Regions from separate parts of the Mus musculus genome. Here region 2 is linked to region 1. Evidence: chromatin contacts called from public HiChIP or PLAC-seq data. All regions are on one chromosome and are shown on one strand. The core of a region is the stretch at or near the end of the contact, and the rest is flanking DNA. Distances in the headings are between cores, read along the strand shown. Region 1 has its middle 22 kb from the start of Sema4b. Region 2 overlaps Iqgap1 (IQ motif containing GTPase activating protein 1).

Region 1 (6,771 bases), core at 1,830-4,329:
GAACAAACCAAACTAAGTGTTCAACAACCCAGTGGGGATTGGACACTCACACCCCCCTCTCCCTCGCTAGGTAGTGGAGAGAAGGGAGGAGGCAATTTAGGGGAGAGAATGGATGGCCAGAAGAGGTTTCCTGTTACATAAATCAGTCTCCCTTATGAGCAGCGTGCTGGGCAGCTTTTTGTCATTGTGACTAGTGCCTGAGAGAAACCATTTCATGGGAGAAAAAATTTCTATTAGCTCAGGTTTTATTTATTAATTGTTGTTGTTGTTTGGAGACAGGATAGCCCTCATTATGTAGCCCAGGCTATGCTGGAATTTGCTATGTAGCTCAGGCTGGCCTTGAACTCGGAGATCCACCTGCCTCTGTCTTCTGAGTGCTGGGATTAAAGGACTGAGCCAGATGCCCAGCTGTTTTATTAGTTTTGCCTGGGTATAGTAAAAACCTTTGGAGGTTTTTCTATATCCTATTTTATAAGGGCATATTTATACTCCACAGTGCAGAAAGGAATCGGTATTTATGGTGATTAATAGCTTAACAGTTACACACAGTCAATGGCTTGTTTATTCTGCGTCAACAACCCCCACCCAACCCAGGTATTCCTGGAAGTTGGTACTGCCAGATAGTATCCAGGCTCAAAAGTGCTAGATCGACCATGGCTTCATTTCAAAAGACTGTCCAGCTAAATGTGCACATATTTTAAGTAAAAATAAAACAGGTTGATATTTCAGAATGAGGAGGGGGGGGCTGAGTCTAGGTACCAATAGAATGAAGGGCACATGCGAGAGACACAAAGAAGAGAGGCACAAGAGTGAAATCTGAAGTGAGTGACTCTCTTTGTTTCCTCCCCAGCCCCTTAAAACCTGCTGGATGGATGGAAAACAAGGTGGACTGGGTTGGGGGATACATTGTTGTTGTTGGTTGGTTGGTTTTTTTTTGTTTTTTGTTTTTTTGTTTTTTTTTTTTTTTGTCTGCCAACTCTTAGATCAAGCACAAACTAAGCTTTGGTTGTTGCCTCTGTGGATTAGTGGTAGTGGAAGCAGGTTGCATGGGCTTAGAGTTCTGCTCCGCTCTGTTCCTGTAGAGACAGGGGCTCACTCTGTAGCCCAGGCTAGGTGGAATTTGCCTCATTGATTAGGGTAGCCTCCAGCTCACAGAGATCAGCCTGCCTCTGCCGCTTGGATTAAAGGCTTACTGCTGCTACCACGCCTCTATTTGTTTATGTTTTAAGACGGGGACTCACTATGTAGCCCTGGCTGAGATGGAACCCACTATGTAGCCCAGGTTGGCCTCAAACTGAGATCTGCTTGCTTTGGCCTCTGCCTCCTTTGCTGCCTCTGCCTCCTCTTCCTCCTCTGCCCCTGCCTCCTCTTCCTCCTCTGCCCCTGCCTCCTCTTCCTCCTCTGCCCCTGCCTCCTCTTCCTCCTCTGCCCCTGCCTGCTCTTCCTCCTCTGCCCCTGCCTCTTCTTCCTCCTCTGCCTCTGCCTGCTCTTCCTCCTCTGCCCCTGCCTCCTCTTCCTCCTCTGCCTCTGCTTGCTCTTCCTCCTCTGCCCCTGCCTCCTCTTCCTCCTCTGCCTCTGCCTGCTCTTCCTCCTCTGCCCCTGCCTCCTCTTCCTCCTCTGCCTCCTCTTCCTCCTCTTCCTCCTCTTCCTCCTCTGCCCCTGCCTGCTCTTCCTCCTTTGCCTCCTCTGCCTTTGTCTCCTTTGCTTCTGCCTCTGCAATGCTGGGAGTGAAGACATGTGCCACCATGCCTGGCCTTCATGGTTGGTTGGATCCATTTGATTTGTTTTGTTTTAATAACTGATCAAGTAGCTGACTTACGGTTCTATAATAGTGACTTCATCCTCCGGGCCTGCCTCAGTATGGAGGAAAGTAATGTATTTATCTTTTCTTTTCTTTTCTTTTCTTTTCTTTTTTCCTTTCCTTTTTTTTTTTTTTTTTTTTTGGTTTTTCGAGACAGGGTTTCTCTGTATAGACCTGGCTGTCCTGGAACTCACTCTGTAGACCAGGCTGGCCTCGAACTCAGAAATCCACCTGCCTCTGCCTCCCGAGTGCTGGGATCAAAGGCGTGTGCCACCACTACCGCCCGGCTATTTACCTTTTCAGGACTGTGTAATCTGTCCAGTAACCTATGACTTATCATCATGAATCCCATGTCTTGGAACATTTACCTGGTGGTTTTCTTTTGTGGTTCTGTCTTCGTTGCTTGGGAACAAATCCAATTCTTCTCCTTTGTGCCTCTGATCAAGTCAGTGAGCATACTTTACAGAGATGTCACACACACAGGGGTGTGATGATAATGGGATGCTGGGGCAGGGGAGAAGGTCTAACAGAGCTGTATGAAGCCTGGCAAGATAGCTCAGTGTTAAGAGCACCGGCTGCTCTTCCAGGGGACTCAAGTTCCATTCCCAGCACCTATATATCAGTTTAAAACCATCCGTGAACCTGTTTCCAGGGGATTCAGAACTCTTCTTGCTTATACAGGCACCAGGCATGCCCATGGTACACACACACACACACACACACACACACACACACACGCAGGTCAAACACTTGAACACATAAAATAATAATCATAAAAAAATGAAAAGAAAGAAAAAGAAAAAAGAAAGAAAAGTGAAAAAGAAAGAAAATAGGCAAGTTGCCCAGAAAGTGAGAAAAAAGTAGCCAGAGACGTGAAGAAGACAGCAGCCTGGTCTGTGGAAGGCGTGGCAGAGGCTGGGGATTTGCTCAGTATTTGCCAAGCAGGGGTGACAGGGCCACGGGTGGTGCAGGAACTGAGGCAGCCAGGGATGTAGGAGAGTGGATCTCCATTGAGTACAGTGAGGAAAGGAAGTGACTAATGTGGCCAGGAAATGTTGCTTAAACCATCTTTCTGATAACTATCCAAGTCTGAGAATCATTGGGATAGACTACCTGTTCACTCCATGGAAAAAGATAAAGTTGAAAACCACTTGGAACAAAAAGCTCATGCAGACAGAGATATGTCCAGAAAACCGTGATGTGCATTGCTGTGCTATAAAATGTTGAAGACTATCTTTGCCACCTCAGGACAGACATGAACTTCTGGTGTTTATTCTGGTTTTGGTTTTGGTTTTTGACAGAGTCCTACGTGATAGTCCAGGAAGTATCCACTATCTGCTGAAAGACAGTTCGATACCTCAGAACTGGAGTTCTCTGCTCAAGCTTGCCTATTTACAACATCTAAGCCCGACAGGTGCTGCAGTGGGAGGTCATGAACCCTTTGGGACATGGCACCGAATGGTCCCTAGCTGTTGACGTGGGCCACTGTGGATGAGGGTTTAGCCTGGCTCCTAAATCAGTACAGGCTATTGCCATTGCTCTTGCTTGCCTACCGGGACTTGGTGGTAACAGCTCACTGTGCAGATACCAAACAGCCTACTGTGCAGATAGCACACACTTTGGTCGTAGGACACGGAAAAATCAAGCGGGTACTGACCTCAAAGCTTCCTCCCCACGGCTAGCTTTCATAGTATCAGAAGGCACTATGAGGGTTTCTGGGGAGAAAAAGTCACCAACGGTATTGCCCAGCCATGAACACAGCAAATGACAATAATGACCCATCTGAAAAGATATATACATTTATACAATAGTGGCACAAATGTTTCAGAGTAACCAACTGCTCTTTTTTTTTTTTTTTTTTTAATGAATTGAAGACTCACTTCATAGGAGTGGGACCTATCCCTGGCCAAGAAGGGCCTGTGACTTGGAAGGTCATATTACTATTATTATCTTGCCAGTCATACTCCAAGCTGTTCCAGAGACGGCATCCCCGACACAATGGATCTGCATCCCCTCAGACTGTGAGCTAAAATGAACCCTTAAGTCCGGTATGCTGCTACAGCAATGGGAAGACTAATGAACACAGTATACTTCCTTGTTTCAAAGGGCTCGGTGGGCTTTTAAATCTATATGTCTTACACTGAAGAGAGAGAACTGGCCACACAAACACAGACTAAAGGTGTGACCGAAGACGATTAAGTAGCCACCAATTCCTCCCTTGGGGCAGTCCCACTGCTGAGATTATAGGCATGAGCCACCACAACTACCTCAATTTTGGGTTTTGATGTTGGTTTTGAGACATGATCTCATTCTGTGGCCTGGGAACTAATTATGTCACACATATTGGCCTCAAGCTCATGATAATCCTACTGTCTCTGCCTCTTAAATGTTGGGATTATAAGCATGAACCACTATACTTGGTGGATATCTATCATCTATCTATCTATCTATCTATCTATCTATCTATCTATCTATCTATCCATCCATCTACCTAACTATATACATACATACATATATACATACATACATAAATACATATATACATACCTATCTATCTATTAAACTTCTGTGAGATGCAAGGATTCTATTAGGGCTTCCCCTCACCAATGCAGGCTTTCTATTACTCTTTACTCCCACCCCCATCCCACCCCCGCTTTTGTTGGATTAGTTTTCTTCCACATGCAAAACTTATTTACTGTGGGAAAGTGTCCTACTCAATAACAGACCACTAAAAAGAAGCGGGTCTGGCCTTGGGAAGGCCTTCACGTGGCAATGATGTCAGGGTCACTGGCAGACCCTATCCTGACAGAATTTCCTGGTTCCTCTGGGCAGGCTGAGTCAGCCTTCTGCTGAGCTGAAATCAACCTTGAAGATCACTGCCCTTCAGGACTGAGCCTCTCATGTGTGTACCTAAAGAGAGGACTGGGATGTACCTCACCGGCTGCAGTAGCAAGGTCAGCAGGTCCAGCAGTAAGCTGCAGGCCCTGAAACAAGCCATCACCCCTGATAGTGATGTCAGTTGACAAGCTAGGACCCTGTTTCAGGATGAGTTTGCCAGCTACGGTATCAGATGAAGCTGGGGTGCGTTGTGAGTGAGATGAGGAAGGGCAGAGAGGACGTGCCAACACCCACCTAGCTCTCAAGAGGATCAGCAGATCCCTCAGAGTTAAGAGCTACCACAGTGCCAGCCTCAACCAGGCCTCCTAGAGCCAGCACATGTCTAAGTATGTGTGAGTTGCCGCAGCGAGGCACTGGTGACTGCTGAGTTTTCTTGGGTCATACAGTTAGTCTGCCTGGGCGGTCTTATTCTCCATCTTCAGGGTAATACACGGTCTCTTGAGCCCTCTAAGCCTTTCTGAAACAAGGGAATACACTGTATTCATTTACCTTTCTCACTGCTGTGGTGACATGCCTGACAGAAGCAACAAGGAGGAAGGATTTATTGTGGCTCACTTTCTCAGAGGATATGAATCCATTAAGACAGGGAAGGCGTGGCCATGGGGCAGCTTAGTGTGTAGCAGCAGGTGCTTTCAGCAAGCAAAGGAAAAAAGGGAGACAGAGACAGACTCTTAAAATCGCACATGCTGAGCGGAGGTGGTGCATGACTTTAGTCCCAGCACTTGGGAGGTAGAGGCAGGAGATCACTGTGAGTTCAAGAGCAGCCTGGTCTACAAAGTCCCAGGACAGCCAAGGCTACACAAAGAAAGCCTGTCTCAAGAAACAAACAAAATGGGCTGGAGAGATGGTTAAGAGCACTGACTGCTCTTCCAGAGGTCCTGAGTTCAATTCCTAGCAACCACATGGTGGCTCACAACAATCTTTAATGGGTTCTGATGCCCTCTTCTGGTGTGTCTGAAGACAGCTACAGTGTACTCATTTAAATAAAATAAATCTTTAAAAAGAAAGGAAAAGAAAAGAAAAGAAAAGAAAGAAAAAAGAAGAAACAAACAAACCAAAACAAGAATCTACATATATTAGCGAGGACCTTGATCCAAAGGATACAATGTCGATTCCATTCAGAGAAGATCTTAAAACAGACAGACTTAGGGGCAGCCCTTAGACCAGGGCTTGTGGCCTAAGAAAGGCAAATGACTGCAAAGTTCCGAGAAGCATTTCTGGTGGTGATGAAATTGTTTCTCGTGTTCAGTGGGGTTGTGCTTACTCATCAAAAAGCATATCCCCAAATCATGAGTTATATGTTCATTGTCTCTTGATAAAAAAACCATTTAAGACAAAAATAAGGGGGGGCTGGTGAGATGACTCAGTGGGTAAGAGCACCCGACTGCTCTTCCGAAGGTCCAAAGTTCAAATCCCAGCAACCACATGGTGGCTCACAGCCATCTGTAACAAGACCTTCTTCTGGTGTCTGAAGACAGCTACAGTGTATTTACATACAATAAATAAAATAAATCTTTAAAAAAAACCACAAAAAATAAGAAAAGACAAGTGATATTGTTTAGTTTTGGAAAAATTAACAGGACAGTGCTAGATACTGGTAGAGCATGTAGGGCCCCAGCTTGGGGACAGGTGGGCTAGCAATTTAACTCTCAGTCTCAAAGAACCGTTTGCCATGTGGAACCGAAAGGCAGAGAGGCAGGAAGACCTACTCTATACAGTTACTTTCAGGATTGGTGTACACACACAATGGTGTCAATTCAGCAGCCACAAGCCGCAGAAAAGATGAACAGAAAGCAGTGTGCCTGCCCAGGAGAATATAAAACTAAAAGCCGGGCGTGGTGGTGCATGCCTTTAATCCCAGCACTTGGGAGGCAGAGGCAGGTGAATTTCTGAGTTCGAGGCCAGCCTAATCTACAGAGTGAGTTCCAGGACAGCCAGGACTACACAGAGAAACCCTGTCTCGAAAACAAAACAAAACAAAACAAAAAACAAAAACAAAACAAAAAAACCTAAGAGACAGGCTTGTCGTGCATGCCTGTAAGTCCAGCACAGGAAAGACTGAGGCAGGAGGA
Region 2 (7,345 bases), core at 927-3,426, 600 kb after region 1:
TATTTATGTTTATAAATATATAAACATTTCTAACCATTAAACAATACTGAATAGTGTTAGAATTGATTCTGAGGAGGAAAGAACTTTAGAAAGATAGAACACATATTCAGAATGTGTTAAGCCCAGGGTTTAATCTCTAGCAAAACCAAAAGGATGACTTAAACATTGAAATGGGGGCTGGTGAGATGGCTCAGTGGGTAAGAGCACCCGACTGCTCTTCTGAAGGTCCGGAGTTCAAATCCCAGCAACCACATGGTGGCTCACAACCATCTGTAATGTGGTCTGACTCCCTCTTCTGGAGTGTCTGAAGACAGCTACAGTGTACTTACATATAATAAATAAATAAATCTTTAAAAAAAAAAAACATTGAAATGGGAAATAGTTTTTAATATTCTGTTGTTGTTTATGATGATGTTTTTATTTTTCGAGACAGGGTTTATCCATGTAGCCCTGGTTGTCCTGGAACTCTCTGAGACCAGGCTGGGTTCAAACTCACAGAGATCTGACTGCCTCTGCCTCCCAAGAACTGGGATTAAAGCCATGTGCCACCACTGCCCCTTTCAGTTGTTGTATGTGTATGCTGTTTTACCTGCCTGTGTGTACAGGTGCCATGTGTGTGCTGGGTACCCACACAGATCAGAAGAAGGCATAGGATAGAGTCTCTGGAATTGGGGATTACAGATGGTTGTTAGCTGCCATGTAGGTGCTGGAAACTGAACCAGGATTCTTTGCAAGAGTACCGACTGCTCTTAACCACTAAGCCATTTCTCCTGCCCTCACATATATAAACAAGTATTTTTGGTTGCCCAAGAGGCTGCTCCAAGGTTGTACCTTATTTGCACAATCCCTCATTTACAAATTATGGATGACTTATCCAAGGTCACTGCTACTAAGTGGCAAAGATGAACCCACTCTTGGTTTGGAACTCTTCTCACAGGGCACCACTGTTGTTGTTGCCATGAGACAGGATCCAGCAGAACTGGGTACCACAGGGGTCTACACAGAGGGAAGTGTCAGAAATCCCATGCAGGGGAAGGCTGGGAATGCCCCAGGACTGTCTCTTTAACACTGGGTCAGACAGTTCATCTCAACAGCAGACCCACCCATAACTCTCAACTCAGACACAAACTCTCTCATAAAATACAGCAGTTAGAGCTGGCAAGAGGGTAGAGTGGGTAAAAGTACTTTGCCACCAAACCTGACAAACTCTGTTTGATCCCCAGGACACGGTGGAAGAACCACTCTCAAAAGCTACCCTCTGATCTACACACACACACACACACACACACACACACACACATATACACACATACACACATACACACACACTTATGGCACATGCACCCTTCCCCCAAATAAATACATGAATAAATACATGTAATATTATTTTTAATTTAAGCATTTTAATTTGTCCTTATAAATTCATTTAAGATACATTTAAAAGTTAGTATCTGTGCCTCAGCAGTTGAGAGTTTGCATAGCACGCTTATTGCCCTACGTTCAATCCCCAGCACTGTGAAACATAGACAAATAAATGGGGAATAAAAAAATGGTTAAAAAAATAATCAATGCATAAAAGATAATTCATCAGCCAATGCAAAATTTTCTCCGCAACCCCGGTGATGCCGCCTCAAACAGTGTTCCCAAACAGCTAAAGTGAAGCATGAGAGGCACTGCCACACACAGAGATCAAAAACACTGGAGGGAAAGCATTTCCTCTGTGGACACAGCAGCCAGAAAGCTTTTCTGACACCAGCACCACCAGCTTTTTGCAGGCCACTCAGGCTGCCTTCTGGAACATGGCAGAAGGATGAGGGCATCATGTGACCAGCATCACCCGGGAACCTAGAAAGATCCACACTTAACAAGACACCCAGCACCTGACCAACCAGTCCTCCTCCTCTTGGTTTTTGTTTTAAGTCGGAGTCTCATTGTGTGGCCAAGGTCGGCCTCAAACCTGTGGTCCTCCTCAGTACTAGGATCACATGGTGGTTTATAGAGACCTGTGCCATGGCACTCTGCTCTTCATTTGCTAACAGAGGATGGTAGCAAAAACCTCCAAATAGGTTTGTTGTTAAGAATTCAGTAAGATTGTGACTGGAGTCTAGCCCAGTGCTTGGCAGATGATTAAAGACGTCTGTGCCTTTTCCTCCTGTGAGTCACACTCGCTACTTGATACTTCCGTTAAGTACAATGATTCCAGTTCCGTCAAGTATTCCCGTAAAAAGAATAATAATAGCGCATGCCCATAGAGCGTTCTGGATGATGACACAGTATATATAATTGCTAGGAATACCGGCTGGCACAGAGAAGGCACAGGCGTGTGGGGCCTGCTCCTCGGGACCCTCACATCCTTCCCACCCATCTCTGAACATTCTCCAACTGAACACAAGACCTACAGCCACAAGGAGAGAGCCTCTGAGCGTGTCCGTGAGGGAATTTTTCAATTCGGTTAGCTAAGATGAGAAGACCCATCCTACTGTGAGCAGTACCACTTCACAGCCTACGTCCCAGGCTGATCAAAATGAGACAGCCAGCTGAGCACCAGTGGACATCATTCCACTCACTGAGCTTGCAATGTGACCTCAAACTCCTGTCGCCATAACGGGCTGCACCCTCGAACTATAAACTAAAATAGAACCCTCCTTCCAGGCATGGTGGCACACATCTGTAATCCCAGTACTCAGAAGGCACAATGAAATTGAACTTGGTGAGTTCTAGGCCAGCCAGAGCTACAAATGAAACCTTGTCTTTAAAAGGAAAAAAAAAAAAAAAACAGAACAGAAAGTTTATTTTTTTTCCTTAAGTTCAGAAAATATCATACCAAGTGATGACTAAGAATATCCTACATGTGATCAGGATTCAGCCACAGATACAGCTTAGTGACAAAATTGCTATTTTTATAGAAAGTAGAGTTCCTCCTCTCACAAACGGTATAAATATTCATTATTTTCTCCTCAAACTACTTGCATGTAACCTATATGGGAATTATATTCAAAGTTCTATCTATCTGGAACTACTTCACAGAGTACTAGACTGAAAGGCCTGTTGTAAATATAAAACAAAAACAAAAACAAACAAACAAAAAAAATCTAACACCATGTGGCAGCTCCGAAACTAAATGCACGCATCGCCTCATGTGATCTTTGCATCAACCTCAGGAAACTAAGTAGCTTGGCCTCGCTTCACAAACTGAACGGAAAGTCACCCAAGAGCACCGCTGGGCAGCTCTCGCTTGACCATGATTCGAAGTTCACACTGTTTTCTTTAAGCCGGTCTTTTTTTTCTATTATGCATGTGGTTATTTGGCATGTATGTCTGTGCACTGTGTGTCTGCAGTGTCTGTGGGAGCCAGAAGAGGATATCATCAGATCAGATCCTCTGGGACTAGAGTTCCCTACAGTGGTGAGCCACCATGCCGATGCTGGGATTCAAACCCACGTCCTCTGGAAGAACAACTTGCTCTTAACTGCTGAAGATGTCCACAGCCCTCGAGTCCACAACATAGTCCTTCCTTCCGGGACAGCGACAGGTACAGCCTACTGAACACTCACCCTCCCACACAAGCTCAAGCTCTAGCACTGGGCTTCCTCACGCCAGCAGCAGCCCAGTTCCCGACCTCAAGCCCTCAGAGAGAAGCCATACGAGGATGAAACCTTGGTGACTGCTGCTGATATAATTAGTAGGAAAACTGAGCGCTTGTGTAATTACAAGATGATTTTTAAGAAATTCTTTATGAGGGTGCATGTTGAGACAGGGTCCAAGCTGGCTTCAAACTCCCAATCCTCCCATCTCTGCCTCTTAAATTCAGGAATTAGAAGTAAGTACACTATGCCCAAAACTTAGAGCTAACTTTTGACCACACACTTTGCAATTAATATGAAAACCAAGGTTGATTTAGAGATTTAAATGTGTACATACATATATGTGTGAAGTTATATAATCTTAAAGAGGAAAAGAGTTTACAAACAAGAGGACACAGGCAGACATCAGAGGGAAGGAGATGAGGTGAGATGGCTCACGGGTAAAGGCACATGACCACAAGCATGATGGCTGGAGTTCAATGCCCCAAACCCTCATGGTAGAAGAAGAGAAGCAACTTCCCCAGCTGTCTCTCCACTGAGCAGATGGCGCATACGCACCCAGACACCCACATGCACACTAAACAAATTAAAGAAATCATTTCCCACTATCCACCTAGGTGTAATGATGCTGGCCTACAGATTCCAGGCTTACAGGACAAGCTGGGGGCAGCCTCAGAAAACAAAAAATAAATAAGCAAAGCAGGGCAATATAGCACGTGTCTGTAACCCTCACTACAACCCTGTACTCAGGAGATGAGGTAGGACCAGTCAGCCTGGGCTACACACCAAGACCTTGCCTCTAAAACGGACAAAAGCAAAGAAAACCACTACTGACCGCCACCCTCCCAAATACCCCACAACAAACATGGTGGCCCAGGCCTTTTTCCTCTATGCTCAAGGCCAGTCTGGTTGAAATGGTGAATTCCAGCCAGCCACAGCTACACAGCCAAGACCTGGTCCAAAAAAACAGAAAAAAAAAACAAAACAAAACAAAAACAAAAATAAACTGGAGAGGTAAAATTGAAATATAGAACAATTTCCTGGGTTTATACATATATTTTAAACACTTAAAATGACAAATATTTCCCTAAAAAAATGAGCTAGAAACACAAGCAGGCAACTTATAAAATAAATAGAAATAGCCAGTGCTCACAAAAATGTTCAGTATTACTGGTCATCCATTAAATGCAAATTAAGGTAACAATATCACCATCTGCCCGACTGCCAAATAGTAAAAATAATAACTTATTATTCACTCTGTGGGAAAATCCCACATTATCACACAGTCCCAGAAAGAAACAAAACAAAACAAAAAATCTGGCCCCATAAACCATCTACAGCAACTTAAAGAAACTTCTATAAAAGGAAAGAGAAAAGGTTTTATTTTTTTAAAAATGACTTGGGGACTTGTGGCATGGATGACTAAATAGATCCATGAAGCCACACCGAGACAGGGAGACAAGAGGATGACAAGTGCATGTTGGGCCTGAAATGTCAATGGGACAGCCATCCAGAGTGACATCCTGCAAGCACCTGGAAACCCAAGCGGATATGAGGCCATCTACAAGCCTAGGGACAAGGTAAAGACAAATACAACGGGGAGATAGCCAAGGACGGGACCTTCTGAGGGTGGAAAGTCCCTGCAAAAAGACGAGAAATCAAGAGGGGATCATGTGGTGGTAATCAAAGAAGAGAAACACTCCAGGAATCTGGCTGTCATCACCGCCGTCAGACGCTGTAAAAAAGGGACAGCAAAGAGAACAGAAAATGAAAAACTCCTCCAGGGCCTCTGTAGAGGGACTCTGGAGCAGGAGTCAGCTCGCAGTGAACAGAAAGGTGGGAAATACTGGAGTGGTGGTGGCAAAGGCCAACTGGCAATGGCAAGCGGCAGATCGTTTTCAAGTTAAAGCAGAGAAGAGTTTGCCAGCCACAGCCAGGATTCGAGCTTAAAAACAAATCAAACAAACAAACAACCCAGAGAAGACCCTCAGACAGGACTGAACCCTCAGATACTACAGAGAAATGGGAATCCAGAATAAGGACTCTCTTCTGATCCAAAGGGGCTGGACTCAGACAAAAGCACCAGCAGGGCCATCTCCGGGGAAGGTAACTCTGGTTCACCTGTCCGGAGACTCAGGACACCGCTGTAGAAAGGACACAAGTCCAAAACCGCAACAGAACTGAGTTGCAATCCCAGCACTATCGAGGCAGAGGCAGGAGGATTTCTGAGTTCAAGGGCAACCTGGGCTACACAGAGACCCTGGGGAGAGGAAGGGAGAAGAGGGAGAGAACAAAAGAGAGAGGGGGGAGAAGGGGGAGGATAGAGTAAATTAGCTCAGCTGGCCTTCCTGAGGCCCTGTGATCGGAACCTAGCTGTCTTCATTGAGACTGCCTTTTAGGTGAAGGCTGCTGGCCCGCCACCTGGACAGACACTATCATGGCGAGTGTCTAAGATGTCGCTTCCATAGATGTATGAGTTGATAAGAGACACGACATACAGAAAGGGGGGTACAAGAAGTGGGGAAGGAGTGGGGATCAGTCCAGGATGGGGGGAAATCCAGGGCCAGGGTTGTGTGTGTTCAGTCATTGTGAGGAAGATGTAGGCGTGCCTACAAGAAAAGAACAAAGATGGAGGACTCAATAAAGAAAGCAGGCCTGGGAAGAGTGGAGGTGACAACAGCTAAGATAGGAACATGCCCTACCCTACCTGAGCAAAGAGGGAAGGAAGCAAGAGTAAGCAAGAATGACACGATATCTGACCCCACTGGACTTCCGTTTCCCGTCTGTAACACGGACAGGAGCAACACCTAACACCTCCTAAAGTTGGTGTGAGGAGTGGAGGTCATACACACTAAGAGCTAGGAGGGAAGTAGTTAGTTAGCTATATATCCGTGTGTGTGTTGGGGGGGGGTAATAAGTCAGTTAGCTATATATGTGTGTGTGTGTGGTAATAAGTTAGTTAGCTATATATCCATGTGGTGTGTGTTTGTGTTTGTGTGTGTGTGTGTGTGTGTGTGTGTGTGTGTGTGTGTGGTAATAAATTAGTGGTGGCGCACGCCTTTAATCCCAGCATTTGGGAGGCAGAGGCAGGCAGATTTCTGAGTTCGAGGCCAGCCTGGTCTACAGAGTGAGTTCCAGGACAGCCAGGGCTACACAGAGAAACCCTGTCTCTAAAAACAAAAACAAAACAAAACAAAAAAAAGTAAGTTAGCTATATATCTGTGTGGGGTGTGTGTGTGTGTGTTAATAAGTAAGTTAGCTATATATTCGTGTGTGGGATGTGCGTGTGAGGGGGGGGAGGGGAGAGAGAGAGAGAGAGAGAGAGAGAGAGAGAGAGAGAGAGAGAGAGAGAATGTAAGACTGCTCAATTCCCAGAAATAAATCTTCTAGAGGCGGAGCTCCGTGGTTACATAATACTTGTCTACCTGGTCCTACTGATAACATTTTTCAGTTCTTGGCCCTACCCATTCTGCCACCAGGGAAACAAAGCCGTGCCTATCCCAGAACGCTACAGTGGCAAGGCTAAAACAAGCCCGGACCAAGAGCATACATATGCAGAAAAGCATCAGGGTGGGAATCTGAATTAGGGGTCTGTGAAGAGGAAACCAGTGGAACAAGTTCTGCAGAGCACATGACTTCAGTGGTTTCCCCGCTCTGTGCAATACAGAAGGGGAACCGACCAATGCCGGAACTGGCTGCCCCAACCGCTGAGAATCAGTTCCTCCAGGAGCAGAAACTCAAGCTGCCACACCCATCCTGCC

The links. HiChIP or PLAC-seq counts read pairs in DNA pulled down with a chosen protein or histone mark.
Region 2: a contact with region 1 is called in an HNF4G HiChIP or PLAC-seq map of pancreatic cancer cells. The contact joins two enhancer-like sites. A contact is called at or near these places in 1 of 484 Hi-C or Micro-C datasets (embryonic stem cells) and 2 of 115 datasets of contacts at active chromatin or transcription factors (embryonic stem cells and pancreatic cancer cells).

Annotation. Positions count from the first base shown.
Region 1 is chr7:80,173,567-80,180,337 of GRCm38.p6, forward strand. No RefSeq gene overlaps it. Among named protein-coding and RNA genes, the nearest start is that of Sema4b, 22 kb to the right of the region's middle. Within about 2 kb of position 3,080, at least 18 of the 459 cell types and tissues checked have an H3K27ac peak or open chromatin away from gene starts, as enhancers often do. A contact at or near this core is called in pancreatic cancer cells, where this site is marked.
Region 2 is chr7:80,772,210-80,779,554 of GRCm38.p6, forward strand. The region is part of intron 2 of Iqgap1 (IQ motif containing GTPase activating protein 1); the gene reads right to left. Among named protein-coding and RNA genes, the nearest start is that of Iqgap1, 27 kb to the right of the region's middle. Within about 2 kb of position 2,177, at least 128 of the 459 cell types and tissues checked have an H3K27ac peak or open chromatin away from gene starts, as enhancers often do. A contact at or near this core is called in pancreatic cancer cells, where this site is marked.